2 separate regions of the Mus musculus genome follow, and region 2 is linked to region 1. Evidence: chromatin contacts called from public promoter capture Hi-C data. All regions are on one chromosome and are shown on one strand. The core of a region is the stretch at or near the end of the contact, and the rest is flanking DNA. Distances in the headings are between cores, read along the strand shown. Region 1 overlaps Phtf1 (putative homeodomain transcription factor 1). Region 2 overlaps Magi3 (membrane associated guanylate kinase, WW and PDZ domain containing 3).

Region 1 (2,700 bases), core at 157-2,656:
CCTCGGCAGTCCTCTACTGTATGTGTGTTGGGACCTCATATCAGGTGCTATATGCTGTTTGGTGGTCCAGTGACTGAGAGATCTTGGGGGCCCAGATTAATTGAGTCTGCTGGTCCTTGTATAGGACTGCCTTTCTCCTCAGCTTCTTTCAGCCTTCCCTAGTTCAACAACAGGTCAGCTGCTTCTGTCCATTGGTTGGGTGCAAATGTCTGCATCTGACTCTTTCAGCGGCTTGTTGGGTCTTTCGGAGGGCAGTCATGATAGATTTTGTGAACTCTCCATAGCCTCAGTAATAGTGTCAGGCCTTGGGACCTCCCATTGAGCTGGATCCCACTTTGGGCCTATTGCTGGACCTTTTTTTCCTCAGGCTCCTCTCCATTTCCATTCCTGTAATTCTTTCAGACAGGAACAGTTATGGGTAAAGTTGTGACTGGGATGGCAACCCCATCCCTCACTTGATGTCCTGTCTCCTTGCTGGAGGTGGGCTCTATAAGTTCCCTCTCCCTAAAGTGTTTTCTCTTCAGTACGTCTGGGATTCTGTTATCCATTTCTTTTTTTTCTTTGAGACATGATCTCATTATTTAGTCGTTGCTGGTTTGAAACTCTCTCTGCAGGTTAAGGCTGGTCTTGAACTCACCGAGACCCACCTGCCTCTGATTCTAGGCTTATGCTGCCACACCTAGCTCTGCTGTTTCTGTATTTCCATATTTTATCTTGTGAAGTTGTTGTTAGTCTCACTGTTGCTTTATAAAAAATAACCTTTTTCTCTGGCTTAAGAGTCAGAGGGGTTTTGTTTTGTAGGCTGTGATACTGCTGTAATTTGTGGAATTGTGTAAGGACTGCCTTTCTGAAAGGTTCACTAGCTGCTGCCAGCTGGGGCTTTCCTCATCCTGGTTATAGCTACTTGACCACGGTGACCCCTACCCAGACTGAGCTAAAGAGCTTTGCTCTTTCAGAACCCAGGGCTAAGAAGCTGAGATATTAGTGACAGGTTTTGGAGAAGAAGGGTCCTTGCAGCCAAGGGTATCATTTCAAACCAAGGCTGGTGGGAGTTGAAGCTCACAGGGTCCTGTGAAGCCATAGAGGTAGTCATGGGGGAAGGGAAGGAAGGGTCTCAGCGACTTCCTGCATATTACAAGGTTGGCACTTGGCTTCCTCAAGAGCTCTTTACAGACTTTCTCAAGAAATACCTAACTTTCTTGGGCTTTCTTGAGTGAAGTTCTTTACTTTTAAGTCAGTAAGTTTTAAAGTAAAACCTTAAGACACACAGTAGGCCCTCAGTGCAGCCACGCTCCCATGCTGTTATTTGAATCCTAAAATGGAATAGAGCCACCAGGCCTTCAGGGCTCTACTCAGACTGGCTTGAGGGCCTTAGACGGGTGAAGTTGGAGCAGCAGTGGTCACCTTGTGCCTGTAACCACCAGTGACTCAGGGAGCTGGAATTCCTTGTTTCCTACCTTGTCCCTTGGAGACCCCTGCAGTCTTTCATGTACAAGAACCAATATAGGAAACTTGGAGGTACCTTATGAACATTCAGCTCTTGTCCTTTGAGGAAACTGTAGATTGCTAGTAATGTTTTAAAATTAACACAGGAATAATTCAGTGATATTAAGATAACCATTGAGAGTGGGTGGAGGAGCACCTTCATAGAGGCAAAGGGGAGGAGGGAGAGGGAGGATGGGACGGGGAGTGGTGGAGGGGTAACTGAGAAGGGGGTTATAATTTGAAATGTAAGTGAATAAAATGATTAATTTCAAAAAAAAGACAACTATTGAACTTTTTCTGGTCCTTTGGTAGGTTCTTCAAGGTCACAAGACATTCCTGAATGATGCTTACAACTGGGAGTTCTTGATCTGGGAAACAGCATTGCTGCTGTTTTTGCTTCGCCTGGCCTCACTGGGGTCAGAAACCAACAAGAAGTACAGCAATGTTTCCATCCTGCTCACTGAACAGGTACTGATAGGTCCCAGCAGTGTGCTAGAGGACTGGGCCGAGTTCTTAACTGTGACCTTACATCTTTTGCCACTCTGTAATTATCTTTCTCCTGCATCTAAAATGAGTGTAACACCTCTGTCTTCTGCCTAGGGCTGGGAGAATGAGCTAATGGGTTGAGAGTACTTTGCTATACTATAGAGGGATTTTTGTTGTTGTTGTTAATAAGGGAACATGTAAATACATACTAAGATTGACAGGTGTTTCTTATGGATGTGGAGTGATAATAATGCATTTTCTGTTAATTTTGATTTTAAGTTCAAGTTTTCCATAAACATTAAGTAAACACACTTGAGATAATTTGTTGTTTTTTATTATTTTTTGGCCTTAGAGTCATAGTGGATAATTGTTCCTATAGGGGAAAAATAAGGAGTTACTAAGTTAAAACAGCTATCTCTTTTTCTCTATCCATAAATGCTTCTTGAAGATACTATATTACTTGGGGGAGATTGGTAAGAGTGAGACATAATGTTTGAATTCAAGGAATTTGTATGCTGATTATGTTACAACTAGAATTTTTTATTATTTTGATAAATTGTTTTATCAGATGTTGTTTTGTTTTCTCTAAGTAGCTTTTCTTTACCACAGAGGTAAACGATGGGGAAGACGCCATGCATCCTAGATGCCGAGGCCGTAGATCCTGGACATAATTTACTTGAAACAATGATCCTCAAAATCTGCCAGGTTTTATGCAATGTGTATTTTTTT
Region 2 (2,700 bases), core at 43-2,542, 90 kb after region 1:
CAGACTGGCCTCTAACTTCCAGAGATCCATCTGCCACTGCCTCTCTGCCCCTGCCCCCGCCTCTGCCCCTACCTCTGCTTCCAAAGTATGGGGATTAGGACTACAGGTATATAGTATCATGCTGGGATCTCTGTTTTTGAGAAGAGGATCTTATTTGAGGCTAAGATTGAATTCCTGATCTTGCTACCTCTTATCTCCCAAGTACTAGGATTATAAACATGTTCTTTTATACTTTATTGTAATTGTATTTGCTTTTATTTTTCTCCTTGAAACAGGTCTACTTCTAGAACCATTATGTTTGTAAACTTATCAAACAAGAACCCCTGTGCTCTGGTGTGAGGAATGAAAACAGACAACTATTCAAAACTACTTCATCAAGCTGAGTAAATGTCCTCTACAAGTAAGGAGAGATGAAATAAAATGTAATACTCAAATATGGCATACTGTAAGAATTAAACGTAATGAATTCAGATAAATATAGGATAGTAATAACAAGGAGTAATCTAAAAGCTATAGTAATATGTAAAGACAATAGAGAATGAAATGAGACAAAAAACAGAGATCATATAAGTAATAAATATGTGCAAAATGTACAATAAACTTTTTGTAAGAACATATATAAACGAATAAGAAAGTTAAATATAAGAGGTAAGCTATCGGAATAAAAGTGAGAACAAGTGCTGGCCTCGGCAGCACACAGACTGAAACTGTAGCCGCACAGAGATTAGCATGGCCCCGTGCAAGGATGACGCAGAATTCATGAAGCAGGCCAGATCTTTACTGGACTTGGGGTTATTTATTTATTTTAATTTTTACTTTTGGGGGGATGTCACAGGGTGGAGGGGCACACATAGATGGACTGCGTATGGTCAGGTACATGATGTGAAATTCCCATAGATGTTCCCATAAAAACGTTATATGAAAAAAGGTGAAAACAAATTAGCTTGTCCATCCCTTTGAGATGTCTTCACTTGGCAAAAATTATATTCCTATTGTTTTTCTCTAAATTTGTTGTTTTGTTTCCTTTGTAGCATCTCAGTTTATTCTTAATTTAATTTTCACGACCTTCCCTACTAAAATACAGAATTTATTAAAGCAATAGCATTTTGATCTTGTTCACCACAGTATTCCTGGGTCTCTTACAAGACTTGGCATATAGTACGTACTTGTCAAGTGGTTGCTGAATAAATAAAACATGATCTAATCAATTTTTAAATGAATGGATGATTCATGTGAGCTGAGGCCAGAAAAAGTAGGTCAAAGTTTATAGGCAGGAAGGAAATGACTCAACGTTCTGAATAAGAAAGGGATGTGATCGGAAGTATCAGAGCTGAGCCTGAGGAAGCCCAGTACTGTAGCAAGGGGCAGGATGGAACTAACAAAGCAAGACACTGAAGCGGGGCTAGAGAGGGGGAGACCAACTGCAATAGTATGATGAACTCAATAAAGGCCCTACAATGTTATAATGAACTCAATAAGGGCCCTACAATGTTATAATAAACTCAATAAAGGAGCTACAATGTTATAATGAACTCAATAAGGGCCCTACAATGTTATAATGAACTCAATAAAGGACCTACAATGTTATGACAAACTCAACAAAGGCCCTACAATGTTATGACAAACTCAATAAAGGCCCTACAGCCGCATGCCTTTAATCCCAGCACTCGGGAGGCAGAGGCAGGAGGATTTCTGAGTTTGAGGCCAGCCTGGTCTACAAAGTGAGTTCCAGGACAGCCAAGGCTACACAGAGAAACGCTGTCTCAAAAAAAAAAAAAAAAAAAAAAAAAAAAAAAAAAAAAAAGCCCTGCAATGTTATGATGAACTCAATAAAGGACTTACAATGTTGTGAGGAACTCAATAAAGGCCCTACAATGTTACAATGAACTCAATAAAGGCCCTACAATGTTACAATGAACTCAATAAAGGCCCTAGAATGTTACAATGAACTCAATAAAGGACCTACAATGTTACAATGAACTCAATAAAGGCCCTACAATGTTACAATGAACTCAATAAAGGCCCTACAATGTTACAATGAACTCAATAAAGGCCCTACAATGTTACAATGAACTCAATAAAGGACCTACAATGTTATAATGAACTCAATAAAGGACCTACAATGTTATAATGAACTCAATAAAGGACCTACAATGTGGCAGTGAGAAGAAAACCATGGAAGTGGCTATCAGGAAGAAATGACCACGTGTGGTAACTGAAGTGAAACAAATATTTGCACTCATGCACAAGCATGCATGTAAATGAGATGCATTCAAGGGTCTTTACTGAACATCATCTCTATACATTGAAGACAGCATAAAGTAAGAAAGGCATTATCTTTACTACACAGAAGTTGTGAAAGGCATCCTTATAAAAGCAGAAAAAGACACGATGAAAAAATTTAAGGTGCTATGGGAGTGGATAAGCTTGCCAAGAGAAAAGTGTGTTCTTTTTTTTTTTTTTTTTTAAAGTACATAACATGGAATCATTTAAGAATTGAAACTGATCTTCAGTTTGTACTTCAGGGAAACAAATGGGTACAGGAAACAGATATGAAAATCAATTACTGATGCTATCCCTCAATCTATACTTCCTTTTCTGCAAGATTTTAAGGTACACACAGGCTTTTCAATGTTTATGGACTTTAGACTTCCAGCCATGGACAGAAAGCCATCAACAAGCACTTGTTGGGTTTAGATG

Evidence for each region. Promoter capture Hi-C pulls out the DNA fragments that hold promoters and counts their contacts.
Region 2: a promoter capture Hi-C map of trophoblast stem cells shows a contact between it and region 1, with 3 times the contacts expected there. The contact joins two enhancer-like sites. A contact is called at or near these places in 15 of 39 promoter capture datasets (the 3T3-L1 cell line, 3T3-L1-derived adipocytes, the C10 cell line and 9 more), 2 of 15 datasets of contacts at CTCF or cohesin (the G1E-ER4 cell line and pro-B cells), 34 of 484 Hi-C or Micro-C datasets (B cells, the Ba/F3 cell line, the C10 cell line and 25 more), 5 of 115 datasets of contacts at active chromatin or transcription factors (astrocytes, bone marrow-derived dendritic cells, cardiomyocytes and 2 more) and 2 of 9 other capture datasets (adipose tissue and liver).

What each region holds. Positions count from the first base shown.
Region 1 is chr3:104,001,650-104,004,349 of GRCm38.p6, forward strand. It overlaps Phtf1 (putative homeodomain transcription factor 1), which reads left to right. Exons shown (of 19, transcript NM_013629.2): 16 at 1,798-1,953. Among named protein-coding and RNA genes, the nearest start is that of Phtf1os, 35 kb to the left of the region's middle. Within about 2 kb of position 1,407, at least 11 of the 459 cell types and tissues checked have an H3K27ac peak or open chromatin away from gene starts, as enhancers often do. A contact at or near this core is called in adipose tissue and trophoblast stem cells, where this site is marked.
Region 2 is chr3:104,091,704-104,094,403 of GRCm38.p6, forward strand. All of the region lies in intron 3 of Magi3 (membrane associated guanylate kinase, WW and PDZ domain containing 3), which reads right to left. Among named protein-coding and RNA genes, the nearest start is that of Phtf1os, 120 kb to the left of the region's middle. Within about 2 kb of position 1,293, at least 44 of the 459 cell types and tissues checked have an H3K27ac peak or open chromatin away from gene starts, as enhancers often do. A contact at or near this core is called in adipose tissue and trophoblast stem cells, where this site is marked.